2 separate regions of the Capra hircus genome follow, and region 2 is linked to region 1. Evidence: chromatin contacts called from public Hi-C data. All regions are on one chromosome and are shown on one strand. The core of a region is the stretch at or near the end of the contact, and the rest is flanking DNA. Distances in the headings are between cores, read along the strand shown. Region 1 holds the start of CSF3 (granulocyte colony-stimulating factor). Region 2 holds the start of CDC6 (cell division control protein 6 homolog).

The links. Hi-C and Micro-C count contacts between places; a contact is called where the count stands out from the background.
Region 2: a Hi-C map of blood shows a contact between it and region 1, with 2.7 times the contacts expected there. The contact joins the promoter of CDC6 here to the promoter of CSF3 in region 1. A contact is called at or near these places in 2 of 5 Hi-C or Micro-C datasets (blood and liver).

The regions. Positions count from the first base shown.
Region 1 is chr19:39,974,761-39,982,576 of ARS1.2, forward strand. CSF3 (granulocyte colony-stimulating factor) reads left to right here and starts at 3,497. Exons shown (of 4, transcript XM_013972125.2): 1 at 3,497-3,955; 2 at 4,338-4,445; 3 at 4,591-4,737; 4 at 4,913-6,163. The coding sequence starts at 3,686. The coding sequence ends at 5,077. MED24 (mediator of RNA polymerase II transcription subunit 24) reads right to left here. Exons shown (of 27, transcript XM_018065018.1): 27 at 7,139-7,719. The coding sequence ends at 7,603.
Region 2 is chr19:40,178,049-40,185,864 of ARS1.2, forward strand. It overlaps CDC6 (cell division control protein 6 homolog), which reads left to right and starts at 4,864. Exons shown (of 12, transcript XM_018065030.1): 1 at 4,864-5,141; 2 at 5,973-6,163; 3 at 6,930-7,211; 4 at 7,336-7,535; 5 at 7,788-7,816. The coding sequence starts at 5,986. WIPF2 (WAS/WASL-interacting protein family member 2) reads left to right here. Exons shown (of 8, transcript XM_018065029.1): 8 at 1-83.

The DNA of each region.
Region 1 (7,816 bases), core at 2,247-4,746:
CTCTCGCTGCGGTGGCTGCTCTGGTCTTGAGTACAAGCTCTAGGTGTATAGGCTTCAGTAGTTGCCTTGTGGGCTCAGCAGTCGTTGCCTGTGGGCTCTAGAGCCCAGACTCAGTAGTCGTGGCACCCAGGCTTAGTCGCCCTGCAACCTGTGGGATCTTCCCAGGCCAGTGATTGAATCCGTGTTCCCTGCATTGGCAAGCAGATTCTTAATCACTGGACCACCAGGGAAGTCCTAAACAAATTATTTATGAACACTGGCTTGTTGTGATTTTTACATGTGATAAAATATTCTTTTTTTTTTCCCAGCCATTTCAAAAAATGTAACACTCATTCTCAACTTGGGGTGTACATATCTCAGCCCACAGGCCAAGTCTGCAGCAAAGGCATTACTCCAGAGCCTGTATAAAGACACTCTGGGGCTTCCCTGGCAGTCCAGTGGTTAGGACTCAGGGCATCCACGGCTGGGGCACAGGTTTGATCCCTAGTTGCGGAACTAAGATCCCCATGTGGTGCGTGTCGTGGCCAAAAATAAAGGGGGGTGGGGGGTGGGAAGTGCTCCAAGCCCCAGTTCCAGATGAAAACAGGAAGTGTGAGTGGAAGCTACCCACCCGCTCTGGCTATTGAGAAATAATTAGGAAAGCCCTGAGGAAGCTGGAAGGATGAACAACAGCTAGGGGTCTCTGGGGCCAGGCCCTTTGAGAGACGGTTTCAGTCTGGCCCAGCCCACATGTATCAGAACCAGTAACTTTCTCTCTGCCTGGTCTTTATTCTTTCACGGGCGGGGCTGAAACCTGGGCTGAGCTGTCATCCAAGAAGTGGATCTCTGAATAGGAAGACAGTGTAATGAGAATGACGGGGGCTCAGGAAGGGCGGCCACAAATCCTGCCCCCAGTTTGTTCTGTGATCTTGGGCTTTTCCCTGCTCTGAAGCCAACCCTTATCTATCATGGAGATTCTGCACACTCGGTTGATAGGATGAAAGACGAAAGTGTAATGGAAGGTGCCTGGCATATAAGAGGTGCCCCCTAATTGTCAGCCAGCATTCACCCAGATTCTCTCCGTATGGGATGGAGGCCAGAACACCTCCTTGGCCAGACAGTCCCACTCTCTCTGGAAGCAGTTCACCCCATCCTTCAACACCTCCGGTAGTTAGAACACTCTCTTCTTGAGCTGAAAATTGACTGGCCGTGGCTTCCACTCCCTATCCCACTTCTGGTCCCTGAAACCACACAACAACCCTCTCCTCTTTGCCAGACAAAACTGCCAGTTTGTGGACATTTCCTGGTGGTCCAGGGGTTAAGACTCTGTGTTTCCACTGCAGGGGACACAGGTTCGATCCCTGGTCTGGGAACTAAGGTGCCACAAGGAGCAGCCCCTTCACCAAAAAAAGTTGTTTTTGTTTTTTTTTTAAGTCTGCTTTTTTCAAATCAGCATCTTGAGTCCTTTCACCATTCTGGCCACCCTTGTTAGAATCAGCATTTTCTGAGCCAAACATCTGACACACCTGCACTGTAAGTGAAAATTAAAGTTTGGGTCCAGAGCTGGCCTGGTCCCAGGTGAGGAAGGCGGAACGCAGAGACTTGATAGTTAAGAGCTGAAGACTCTGGCACAGGGCAGACCTTGGCTCTGCTATTTTGGGACAAGTCATTTAACCTCTTCAAGATCAGATTCATCTTCTGTAAAGGGGGAGATCTTTCTGGTAATTTTGTCTTAAGGCTTATTAAAAGAGTGCATTTGCCAATGTGCAGGAAGTGTTCCTTGGACTGCAAGGAAATCAAACCAGTCAATCCTAAAGGAAATCAACCCTGAATATTCATTGGGGGGACTGATACTGATGCTCCAATACTTTGGCCACCTGATGCAAAGAGCTGCCTTACTGGAAAAGACCCTGATGCTGGAAACACTGGAGGCAGGAGAAGAGGGTGCCAGAGGATGAGATGGTTGGATGGCATCACGGACTCAATGCCCAAGAGTTGAAGCTTCGGGAGACTGCAGAGGACAGGGAAGCGTGGTGTGCTGCAGCCCGTGGGGTTGCAAAGAGTCGGACAAGATCTAGCGACTGAACAACAACGGGGAGTGCCCAACACATTATCTGGGGTGGGCTGTGCACTCTGGAGGTTAAGGCGAGGGAGAGAAGGCATGATTGTGAGAACTCTTGCCCTGACTCCCAACAGTTCTGTTAAATTCACCCTTCTCTTCCCATGAAGGTGGGCATAGAACTGGGCTTAATCAGTGTCCTGGCCTAAGGTAGAGTCAGGGCCAGGGCTGTCCAGCAGGGCCAGGGCTGTCCAGCGTGGCCAGGACCAGAGGCAGGACATGAATTGATTCATGGTTGTTGGCCCTGCCAGCTGTGACCACCAGAGGGCACCCCCACCCCAGAGATGGCCTGGACCAGTTAGACACACCCACTCCTCTTCCCAAGACTGTTAAGGCACCTGGTGGGCTTAACTGGGAGAGAAAGTGACAGTCTCAGATGCAGTCGGCCACACTGCCCCAGGCAGGCCCCATGGCCTATGGAAAACGCTCAGACCCGAGGCAGAGATCTGGGTTATAACTCTGACTCTGCTACCCATGACCTTGGGCGAGCCTCTGCATTCACTGACCCAGTTCACAGTGTTGGAACAGACGCCTGAAGTTCTCCCAGCCTGGACAGCGCGTGGTTCTTGGGTTTGAGGCCAGGCGGTTTCTTCTTTCTCACCCCAGCCCTTCTCCCCTCAGGGCAGCACACACTCGCCCGCTGGCAGTGAACCCCGCCAGGGAAGCCACCTGTCCCAGACCCTCAACTCCAAAGCGCTGAGGCACTGGCCAGGGGTGGGGGTGGGGGGCGGTCAGTGCAAGAGGAGGAGGAGGGACAAGGTCAGGTGACCCAAGAGCCTCGAAGGGTCTTGCTTCATCCGGGACAGACATCCGGTTTCCTCTGGTCTCTGCCAGGATTCCGGGGGCAAAGGGATGAGTCATGGGGGGATTGGGGAGTTCCCAGCTAATCGGTTCAGGATGGAGACCGGGAGGATGCCCATCAGAGTGTGGGGTGGGGACAGGCAGCCAGACCCCAGCGTCCCTACCTCAGGCCTCTGGCCCCTCAAGAGGGCAATCAGAGAGACGATCTCTTATCGCCTGGGACCTGGGGGGATAGAAATGAGGAAACTAGCTTCTTCCTTCTCCAAATTGGGGGCCTAGGGAGCAGGTGGCTTAAGGATCCCTACAGAGTGGCTAATGGGGCTGACCCAGGAGATATGCCAGGGGAGGGAGGGACAGAGGAGGGCCCCAGGCCTGCCTCTTCCTTGAGGTTCAACCAGACTCCAGCCTCCCGGCCTTTTTATCATTAGCTCAGTTTGGTTCAGAGGTTTAGTTCAAACACTCTGGGGCAATTCAGACCTGGGTGGGGCTGAGGGGAGGAAGGGAGTTTGAGGGGGGCAAGACGTCAAAGAAGAATCAGAGATTCCACAATTTCACAAAACTTTCGCAAACACTTTTTTTTGGTCCCAACCCCCCTGCATTGTCCTGGACAACAAATTTGCATAAAACTTGGGAAGCTATTACTAAGCGTTAGTCGCAGCACCAGGTAATTTCCTCCCAGGCCTCCATGGGCTTTCGAGTATAAAGGCCCCCGGAGCTGGTCCCTGACAGAACCCAGAACCTACAGCCCCACCCAGACCCTTGGCTGAGCCTTCTGCCCAGAGCCCCATGAAGCTGATGGGTGAGTGTCTGGGTCCTGGGAGGGGAGAGCTGTGGCAGCGGGCAGGGGTGCCTGGGCTTCCAGAAAGGTCTGCACTTCTCCTGAGCCCCTGTCTGCTCCCAGCCCTGCAGCTGCTCCTCTGGCACAGCGCGCTCTGGACGGTGCAAGAAGCCACCCCCCTTGGCCCTGCCCGTTCCCTGCCCCAGAGCTTCCTGCTCAAGTGCTTAGAGCAAGTGAGGAAAATCCAGGCTGATGGCGCCGAGCTGCAGGAGAGGCTGGTGCGTGAGGGAGGCCAGCGTGGGGACAGGGAGGGGACAGACGCTGCAGCAGGGCAGGGAGGGAAGGAGGCACGGGGGGGAGCTGAGGGAGAGAGCAGGGCTGAAGGGCAGCGTGGGAAAGGGCAGCAGGAAGGGACGCACGGTGAGAGGAGACACTGGGGGAAAAGGAGAATCAGGAGAGGCCCAGCCCGGAGGGCGGCTGGCGAGGAACTGGGGGCAGAGCCTCTAGTGCTGGGAAGGGTTGGCTGGGAGCTTGGATGGAAGAAGGGGGCTGAGAAGCCTGACAGGACGGGTGGGGAGGCGGAGGTGTGGGGGTGGAGAGGTGGGGGCGCTCGGGGAGGAGGAGGAGCTGGCCCCTCACCCAGCATCCCTCCCACCACAGTGTGCCACCCACAAGCTGTGCCACCCGGAGGAGCTGGTACTGCTCGGGCACTCTCTGGGCATCCCCCAGGCTCCCCTAAGCAGCTGCTCCAGCCAGTCCCTGCAGCTGGTGAGTGTCCCGAGGGGAGAAGGGAGATGAGGGGGCGGAAGGGTAGGCTGACCTGGAAGGCTCCCCAGTTCTCTAGGCTCCACGCAGGGGCCCTGAGGGGAGCATCCCAGGCGGCGTCCCCTGACTCTCCCACCCGACCCCCCAGACAAGCTGCCTAGACCAACTGCACGGCGGCCTCTTTCTCTACCAGGGCCTCCTGCAGGCCCTGGCGGGCATCTCCCCAGAGTTGGCTCCCACCTTGGACACACTGCAGCTGGACGTCACCGACTTTGCCACCAACATCTGGCTGCAGGTGAGTCTCGTTGGGAGCAAGCTTTAAGGGCCAGAACCGAGCTGGTCCCCAGTCCCTGGACCTGGTTCTTGTCCTGGCTCCACCGTGAACCCTGGATCTTCCACAGCCCATCAGCCCCCAGCCTTCCCTCCCTGTGCCAACTTGCCCTGACTGCTGACCTCACCTTCCCCCACAGATGGAGGACCTGGGGGTGGCCCCCGCTGTGCAGCCCACCCAGGGCACCATGCCGACCTTCACATCGGCCTTCCAGCGCCGAGCAGGAGGAGTCCTGGTTGCTTCCCAGCTGCAGCGTTTCCTGGGGCTGGCATACCGTGGCCTGCGCTACCTTGCCGAGCCCTGAGCACAGCTCTTCCCCTCTTGTGTATTTATCTCTGTATTTAATATTTATGCTTATTTAAACCTAATATTTAAAGACAGGGAAGCACAGAAAGGAGCCCCAGGCTCCTGGGTCCTTCCTTCCACCTCCATGTGGGGAAAACTCCCCGTCTTGTGTACTGGGACTGGGAGGGAGTTGGTAAATACCAAGTATTACTTCTTGTAGCTGCTCCAGGTCTGGCTCCGCGGTGGGTTCTGGGGAAAGCTGCAGTGAACCCCTACCCTGAGGGTGCCCTCCTCGGGGCCCTTGGAAGCATCGGGAAGTCTCCCAGGTGGGAGACGAGACAGCCCTGTTTAATATTTAAACAGCAGTGTTCCCCGACTGGGTCCTTGCCCCCTGGCTCCAGCCCTGCATTCGGGCATGAAGCCCAGCAGAGGCAGCTGGAGTGGGATGCTTGACCCTGGGGTCCCATGAATTTGCTGGGGAAACTTCTTCTTTTTAAGACTTTTTTCAGGCACATTTTGACTCCTCGTGTGGGGAGCCCAGGCATCAGTGATGCCTCTTGTTTTTCTGGATGCGCTATAGACGCCATGAGGCTCATGACCTTGCTCCAACCCACCGGGGTTGGGGTCAGGATTCTGACTCTCTTTCGGGCTAGGCAGATGGTCGTGTGTCTCTGCCTTGCTGGGTGAGACTGGGAACATGGAAAGGAAAGATGAGGGGGCTTGTGTGACGAGGTGAGAGAGAAACACTCAACTGTTCACTTTCCACCCCGGCCTCCACTTTCTCCCTGTAGCCAAACTTCACGATAATAAAGTGTTTGTCTCCAGTAAATGGCCTTCCTCCTTCTTGAGTCCAGCTGGTGCCTGGCCAGGGGTTGCGGGTGGGGAGTTGAATGGCGGGCGAGGCCCGAGGGAGGGAAGAGGAGGTACGGTCATTCCTTGGCACCCACTTGGTATGGACGCCAGGCCAGGTGCTGGGTGCGGAGTTAATGAGGCAGGCATGGTCCCTGCCCTCGAGGAGCCACGGCCTAGTGGCTGGACAGGAAGCAGATGGGTCAGCAGTACCGGGAGAGGAGAGAGTGGGCTGGCGGTGCTCAACAGTCCAGACGCAGATGGACGTGGACCTGATGCGAGGAGGATTTAGTATTCGCTTCGGTCTACCACCTTCCATAAACCTTCCCCCTCCTGTGCTTACAGCTGCCCATAAAGATAGGATTATGAAGGGCCTTTTACAGACCAGGGAGCTGAAGTCAGGGCGACAGCTTGGATCGGACCCCAAATTCCAGGCTCTGCGCTTCTCTCCCTCGTTGAGCTCTGCTTCTGACCTGGCGGGGAGCCCGCAGCCTGAACTCACATCTGGGGAGGCTGGAGGGGCCGCTTCACAGCACAGGTCCGAGGCAGACCTCTCGGCCAAGGAGGCACATGTGCTTCTGGGCTGCTACCACCAGACCCAGGACACCCAGACAGCCAACCAGTCCCCGGGTCCCCTCCCAAGATTCTCGTCCGTGGCTCAAGTCACCTCCCACTCCCCTTCCCCACTGGCTCCTCAGAAGCAGGGTCAGGCTGAGGGGGCTGGAATCCCCAGCTGTGCAGCTCAGGGTGCCCTCCCCCCTGTGGTTGGTCCTGAAGAAACCAGGGCTTGGAGATGTGGGACACAGGCAAGGAAGGGTTAAACAGAGCTCCTGCCCTCATCCCCCGTGGTTCCTCACCCCCCTCACCCCTCATCCCCCAAGTCAGTCCTCCTCCGGAGAGGAAACTCCGGGCCAGTGAGACTCTGGGTGGGGCTTGGAAGGGCTGGGAAGCATCAGAACGAACAGGACACCCTACCCCAGCACCAGCGGGGCCCTCAGCCAAAACCTTTCCCTTTGCAGAGTAAATCAGACTTTGCAAGCAGGGGGAGGCAGCTGGCAGGTATGAGGAAGGCAAGCTGCTCCCGTGCCCTGCCCTGCCCCTACCGCGTGGACAAACACGGGAAGCTGGGCCCAGCCCTCCCCTGAACTCTCCGCCTGCCTCCTCTACCACCAGACGGCAGGGGACCAAGGAGAAGACAGTGCTCTCCGCCCACGCCAGACACGGGCACCGATGGCTATAAAGGGATCCACGAGGTCTTTATTTACAACTGAGAGGAGGCAAACACACCTCATGTAAAAATATATATATACATACACACACACACACACACACACACACACACACACACACACACCCCCCGCACCCATAAAGTTCCTTGGAGGTAAATCCACTCTTGGAAGGGGGACAAGCAGGCGGGTGGGGGTGAGGCGGGGGTGTTGAAGAGCCTGCTCTGAGTTAAGGAAGCAGGCTGCTCACGCACATGAGGTACTAACAGTGGGGAGAGGAAATTATGAAAGACACTGGGAGCCGTCCTGGAGGTCAGAAGTCAGGAGCAGGGGGAACGATCTGGAAACCGACCGCGGGAGGTTACGTCATGTGGACGTGAGCAACGATGGCTCATCGTTCTGCAAGCTCCCTTCTGAGGCGCACAGGGCTGGAACGCTCCTGCCAGCCCCCGTGGCCACGCCAGGCCCCTCAGAGGGCGGCGATGGCTTTGGCGGCCACCTGGCGGCCCAGGGGCAGGCTGAGGTCCGTGATGGCCAGAACCACCTTGGGGCTGGACATGGCCGACACCTTCACCAGTTCTGATACCTGTCAGACAGACAGCTGCTAAGCGGGGTGGTGGTGGGCGTGATGTCTGGGGGAACAAGCCCCTTCCCACTGGCCACTGGACCCTGAGCTCTCCTGA
Region 2 (7,816 bases), core at 3,614-6,113, 200 kb after region 1:
TTTGCCAGATAGGCCGAATTCTTGATTCTTTGATTCATCGTTGTTATTAATATGATTAATAAACTACCTATTTATTGATGTAATTGTTCCTCCTGTGCCTTTGAATAGCTCTCAAATGGAGCTTGCCTAAATGACCCTTAACTTCTAACTTCCTATCAGCTCTCTCTGTCCTTTTGGGATGATATTGCTAGTCACACCCACCAGTGCACACAAAGACATGCGGACAGACTCACAAAAGGATGCCAGACAGGTTCTTCCTGTGTGATTTCATTCCTTCCCCCATGATACTGTGTGTGAATTAGCAGGTGATAAGGACACTAGTCTGTCCCACTTTTAACTATTACCGAGGCATACCTGCTTACAGCGAAAGTGTCACTTCAGTGTTTCCTGACCCAGCCCAGCCACAAACTGCAAGTTACTGTAAGGAAGCTGCCTGTCTCTGACTCCCCATTACTCTGCAGACAGAGTTAAAAGGACTAAAGGATCCTCATCACCCTGGAGGATAACGATGGAGAGATGCTTTGTCTCTGACATCACTGGAGCCCAGTCTGGATCATTTTACACATAATTCATTCTCCAATCCTAGGTTTAGGCGAATGTGAGACTTAAAGGACTGTATGCTGTCTGACCACAAAAAATGTTCACACAAAAGATGGATAGCCGCTTGGCAGGAATATCTTTTCCATTCATTCAGCAAGCACTGATTGCATATTTTAGCTCTGTGCCAGACACTGACAGTATGAAGATGAATAGGACATGGTCTTTGCCTCCAAGGAGCTCACAGTCTAGCAGGAGAGCAGGACAGCCACCAGGAGAAACCTATGAGGTATACTAAGAGTCTTTATGGTAATTAGCCAGGGAAGGATGGTGAGCAGCATTCCAGACATAGGAAACAGCACAGAAGAGGCACAGAAGCAAGAAACATGATGGTATCTCATCATAACTACTGGAGTACTGGAAAGAGAAAGCTTCAAGTAGGTATCCTTTCAGAGACCTTTCAACCTGGACATTCTGCAGTTCTCTGCCTGCTTCCCCAGTAGTCCCTAACTCTTGTAGGCTTTTCTTGGACTGCCGGGAGCCAGCGTGAGGAATCCCGCCCATGACAGGTCATGAGGGAGGAAGCCTGACAAAACGCAAGGACATGATTAGGCTTCAGGGGTTCCCCCTGGAATTTCCTGAGCATGTACCCCCAAAACCAAAAAATCTGCCGGCTTTTGTACTCTGCTCTTCTGATATTCTCTGAAAAAAGTCAAATCAGGGCTTTAGTCTTCTGCATTTGAAAGGGATGTTTCAGTTAAACCCCTCTGATAGCTCTCTAGCTTGCCTAACAGGTTCCCCAGACCTCTTACAGCTTGTGAATTGCTTACAGCCCCCCAACCGTGAGAGGCACAAAGCTTAAAGCATCTTAAAGATCCAGAGCCTTTTCTAAAGAGTTAAAAATCATATTGGTAGAGGGTTTTCACTTGACTCAATGACTGCTGCCAGGCCTCCATATTCTTTATCTTGTAGGCACCTGGCAGGATGTTAATGTAAACAGGATATGAAAAAGATATATAGTAGTTTTGATGTTAGCAACACCAGACTTTTGAGTTAATTTCTTTTGTTATAAATCACTGTACTCCTTTTGCTTGTTATAAGTTGCTGTATCTTTGCTATGTAAGAATGTAACTTTATTTAGTGCTTTCTGAGAGTGGCACCAGACTTTGGGAAGATCAACACAAATAAGTCTTCTGGTTGACAAACCCTTATCAGAAAAAAGGCTGTAAAATGTTAATTGGCCCTTTTGGCTGGAAGATGATGTAAATTACCTAAGATTTGTGTATACAACTAGGTATGCAGAGAGAAACGCCTGGTTTTGATAAGAAGCTGGGCTGCTAACGCTGTATAACTTTGTGTTACCCATTGATCTCCATGTATTATCAAAAAGTATAAAAGGCCTTCTGAACAATAGAGGACGGGACAGTCGCTGGACTGGTTTCCCCCATGTCTCCTCTCTAATTTCTGGCTGAATTCCCATCTGGGGCGTGGAGGCTCACCATGTCTACTTACTTGTCCCGGCTTTTAAGATCCACGTGAGGGGGAGCCCAAGGTGGGGCACCCCCCAATATTCAAGAGGACGCTGGTGGCCTAACGTAGATAGTGCAAGCTCCTTGTCTGGAACTTTATTGGCTTCCCACATAAACCAAGTTATTCAGCCTTCTTTCTCCACTTAATTTTCCTACTACACTATTTCTTCCTAATCTAATCTTATATTAATAAATAAATACGTTTTTTCCTCCCTGACTCTGTCCACCCTTCGAATTCCCTGGATCCACCGGGGCTGGACCCCGGCATTGGACCAGTGCTGTATTTCCTGGTGGATGCTTCCATAGGTTCCAGTATCCACATTAAGTACCCATGGCTTCTTCTGCTCCCTCTGTAATTAAGATAGGTAGGTTGTTCACCACCATCCCTTAAAAGCTCACTGGGCACTTGTTACCGTTGGTTATGAAGGACAATTTTTAGGTGCCCAGGTTATAGAAATAAATATCAAGAATGGAAGTTGCTTCCTAGGTTCTATTGCCCTATTAAGAAATCAGAAATACCAGCTGGTAAAAAAGCCTCAATTCTATGGTAACACTTTCTCCATTTGTGGCAGCCTATACCCTTCATCCTTACAGTGTTCATCTCCTAGAAAGCCTTCCTCAAATGTGTTCCCTAGCCCTCTCTCTACTATACGACCTGCATCTGTCTATTGGGTTCCCTGGTGGCTCAGCTGGTAAAGAATCCGCCTGCAATGTGGGAGACCTGAGTTCAATTCCTTGGTGGGGAAGAGTCCCTGGGGAAGAGAATGTCTACCCACTTCAGTATTCTTGGCTGGAGAATTCCATGAGGTCTCAAAGAGTTGGCCATGACTGAGCAACTTTGACTTTCTATTACTCCTTGGATGTTTTAAGTGGTTAGGAGTTTGATCTCCTTTCAGACTTCCTGGGTTCGAATTCCAATTCTTCTACTCACTAGTTGTGTGATCTTGGGCACATCTCCTCAACCTCTCTTATTTCTGTCTCCTTATTAGTGAAATGGAAATAATTACAACTTCATGGGGTTCCTATGAGAATTAATAGGGTGATATAGGTAAAATACCAGAGCTGAAAGCCTGACATACACATAAGTATTGGCTTTTATACCCTATATGAATCAACTACAACTAACTTGATTGTAATATTGTTGTTTTCCTATTACTTGCTTTTATTGCTCTATTTCATTTGATATAGAAGGATGAGAGATAAATGCTTACCATCACCTAGAATATGGGTTTTGGTTTTTAATGGCGCCTGAGGCTTAACTGGGTTATTAGCTTTGGAAGCTGGTCTGTAAATTACTGCTCTAATTTATATTTTTTCATTAAAAGCTCAGCTTGCCTCTTCTATAGAGGTCGTCTCTGGTCCTGAAACCCTTGTATTTAGCCATTAAAAAATATTTTTAAATTAAGGGGCCATAATTCTCTCCACTCCCCACATTGTGTGGATCAATGGGACTAGTAATGGGAAGGTACACAGAATATCATATTCTTATCTGTAACAAAATAAAAGCAAAGGCCTGGCCCTATTTCTCATCTTTGAAACACAAATAAGGGGGCTAATGTGATGAAGTGCAGTGTTATTTATGCAGAGCTTTACAAAGAAACTGACTTTGGTACCAAATAATGATCCTAGGCCCTCAAAGCCACCAAAAATTTTGTGACCTCTAACCCTCAGCGGATTTGCTTTGTGCCTTGCAGTGTTGAGCATTAGTAAAGCACTTGGCATCAAACCTGGCACCCAGAATTGCCCAAATAATGGTAGGCATTGAGACATTACTTTGCCGACAAAGGTCCATCTAGTCAAAGGTATGGTTTTTCCAGTAGTCATGTATGGATGTGAGAGTTGGCCCGTAAAGAAAGCTGAGTGCTAAAGAATTGATGCTTTTGAACTGTGGTGTTGGAGAAGACTCTTGAGAGTCCCTTTGGACTGCAGTTAGATCAAACCTGTCAATCTTAAATCAATCCTGAATATTCACTGGAAGGATTGATGCTGAAGCTGAAGCTCCAATACTTTGGCCACCGGATGCGAACAGATTCATTGGAAAAGACCCTAATGCTGGGAAAGATTGAAGGCAGGAGGAGAAGGGGATGACAGAGGATCAGATGGTTGGATGGCATCACCTACTCAATGGACATGAGTTTGAGCAAACTCCAGGGGCTGGTGATGGACAAGGAAGCCTGGAGTGCAGCAGTCCGCGCGGTCACAGAGTCGAACACGACTGAGACACTGAACTGATTAAATGATTATGTAGTAGCTCTCTGAAAATCTAGCCCGTTCAGTTCGGTTCAGTTCAGTCGCTCAGTCGTGGCCGACTGTTTGCGACCCCATGAACACGCCAGGCCTCCCTGTCCATCACCAACTCCCGGAGTTCACTCAAACTCATGTCCATCGAGTCGGTGATGCCATCCAACCATCTCATCCTCTGTCGTCCCCTTCTCCTCCTGCCCCCAATCCCTCCCAGCATCAGGGTCTAGCCCACTAGGATAATAAAAATGGGTACGTGCAACACTGTGAAAGGGCACGAGAACCAAAAAAGGGCGTGGGAATACAGTCGCGAGCTGCAAAGACTACATATCCCGCCGGGCTTTGCGGCGGGGCCACCGGACTCCACTCGGCCTCGGCGCAACCGCGGGTCTTTCCGCAGAGGCCCCGGATGTAAAAGGACTTGTGGGCGTGGCCTCACTGTGGCGCTAAGACCTGGGGCTCTCTTATTGGTTGCGTACCCTCCGGCTTGATTGGCTGTGAAGGAGGGGGCTGCCTCCAAGGCGCGCGCTGCGCTCTGGCGACACCCAATCAGAAGGGTGGCAGGGCTTTGGCGGGAGGCGGGAAAGCTGCGGCTGTGCAGATTTGGCGCGAGCGTGGCTGGGCTTTACTGCTGTCTGTGTGGGCTTTATCCTGCAGCTTGTCGTGGACAGTCCCTAAAGTTGTCTGCCGGAGACGTGAGGAAGAGCCGGCACTGAGGTGACGCAGCCCTGTATGGTGGAAAGGAGAGGAGGCCCGGGTCCTCTCCTTGGGGGCGGCGGAGTTTGTGAGAGCCTGGGGCAAGGACCGCGGGAGGAGAGCTCAGATCGCAGGAAGGTGATGAGGTCGGGGTCGGGTAGCGAGGAATGCAGCCTCGGAATGGTCTGACAGTTGTGCTGAGTGCGATATGAGGGCGATGTTCCCCGAACGTCTGGGATTCTGTGGGGCCGAGGTTGGACGGAGTAGGGACTGAGGGCTTGGGGAAGCCTGTAAGTATGGAGGCTGCTGCGCTAAAATGGTGATAATGATCTACTCCGGGCCTGGAGCTAGAGAATTAGAAGTGCTATAGACGCCAATAAAGATCAACTTCTTATTGCATGGCTTGAGTGGTTAAAAATTTGGGTTCTGGAGCCAGAATACCTGGTCTTATATCTTACTTTGCTATGTTGTTGGGTCTCGCTGCCTCTCAGTTTTCTTATCAGTAAGAAAAGGATAATAGTACCTACCTCTAAAATGGTTCTAAAACTTAAATGAAAGTAAAAGTCGCTCAGTCGTGTCCGACTTTTTGCGACCCCATGGACTTACAGTCCATGGAATTCTCCACCAGAATATTGGAGTGGATAGCCTTTCCCTTCTCCAGGGGATCTTCCCAACCCAGGGATCAAATGCAGGTCTCTCGCATTGCAGGTGGATTCTTTACCAGCTGAGCCACAAGGGAAGCTTAGTAAATACCTAAAATACTTATGACAGCCTGTTATGTATAGTAGGTAGACAAGGTATTTCTTGTTGCATAGATTTGGATATGAACCAGAATTAAATGCTAAAATATTGTCATAACATAATCTGATTATGAAATGAGTGTTGATCATTGGTTTAAGTTCCATGTTAATTATTTTTCCTTCACTTTTACATATTGACTGGATGTCCCGTTCCTTTTTTTGTACCCAGCTGTGCTGCCATCATGCCTCGAACCCGTTCCCAGTCACAGGCTACAATCAGTTTTCCAAAAAAGAAGCCGTCTCGGACAGTGGACAAAGCTAAAAGCTCCAGTGACACCAAACTAGAATTGACAAATGCCCAGGCTATCCTGCGTTCTTCTTGTGCAAAAATTCTGCCTCTTAGCCCCAGAAAACGTCTGGGTAAGATAGCCATTGTTTGAGTACTTTTTAACCGGTAGCTCTCAACCCCTTTCTTAATGATAAGATGACTTTGAAACAGCCTTCTAAGTACAATTAAGACGATTCTGTTCCCTTTGGCTATTTTCAGAATGGTTGCTAACTGCTTACTGAACTTCAGAGTTAAGCTACTTTTGAAATCACTTTCTGAACTGCTTCATAGGGCTGATCTTCAGTTCCTTAATACTGAACTTGATGCTGTCAGTGTCACTGTTATATAGTATTTTGAAACTTGCCTCAGTGGTTGTGAAATTATGAGAAACAGGTGACAATTCTTGTGGTTGATAATCCGTTCTTGTTTCTTTAAGTTTCCTTTTTTCCCTTTCTTGTTTTTAATGAGGGGTGATTTGGTAGTATCTGGAGACATTTTTAGTTGTCATAACTGAGGGGATGCCACTGACAGTGGGTGCTGCTCACTATGATACAGTGCACAGGACAGTCCCCCACAATGAAAGATTATTTGGTCCAAGATATCAATGATGCCTAGGTTGGAAAGCCCTGTTTTAGAGCAATCCTAGAATTTCCTCCCATTAAAACCGCCACCAACTAGTAAGACTCAGTGGTGCCATCTGGTGGCCGATGTTTGCTTCTGGCTGAGAGGCATTTTATTTTGGTGATTCTGACCCTGGTAGAAATTCCATCCCCCTTTTGAGGGGCGGATGCAGAGATCTTTCCAAATCCTTTCACTGTCCACTGCTATAAGTGACCCATTCTGATTTTAATGTTTCAGGTGATGACAACCTGTGCAACACTCCCCGTTTATCTCCCTGTTCTCCACCAAAGCAAGGCAAGAAAGAGAATGGTCCCCCTTGCTCACAGACATCAAAGGGACGCAGACTGGTATTTGACAATCAGCTGACAACTAAGTCTCCTGGCAAAAGAGAACGCACCAGAGTTCACCAAAACAAAATACATTCCTCAGTTCCGAAAGGTCAGGACATCACAACCGATTCTGAGCAGAGGTGTCCGCCGGAGAAAGAGTCTGCATGTCTGAGACTGTTCAAGCAAGAGGGTTGGTTCTTTCATGGCAGCTGTCAGTGCAGCCTTGTAACCAAGGCTGGTGATTCCAAGTGAAAGGCGGTGGGTCTTCTTGGTACCCTCTGTTGTGTCTAATTGTCCTTTCATGTCTGGCACAGGCACTTGCTACCAGCAAGCGAAACAGGTCCTGAGTACAGCTGTCCCGGATCAGCTGCCTGCCAGGGAAAAGGAGATGGATGTCATCAGGAATTTCCTAAGGGAGCACATCTGTGGGAAAAAAGCTGGAAGTCTTTATCTTTCTGGTGCTCCTGGAACTGGAAAAACTGCCTGCTTAAGCCGAATTCTGCAAGACCTCAAGGTACATTGAGAGTCTGAATTATGATGCTCTTGCTAAAATGACATCTGGTTATTAAGGGTTAAGAAAAAGTGGAAGTACTTCAGGGATTGCAGTTTTCTCCCAAATAAGACATTTTAAATTTCATTGTCAAAATCTTTCCAAATGAAAGTGGAGCTTATTTTCTTATATGCTGTTAACCCCTCAAAGACACATCACATTCCATCAGAAGTTTATCCGAGGCCAAACTAACTTGCCTGTTTGCAATTTTTCTAGAAGGAACTAAGAGGCTTTAAAACTATCGT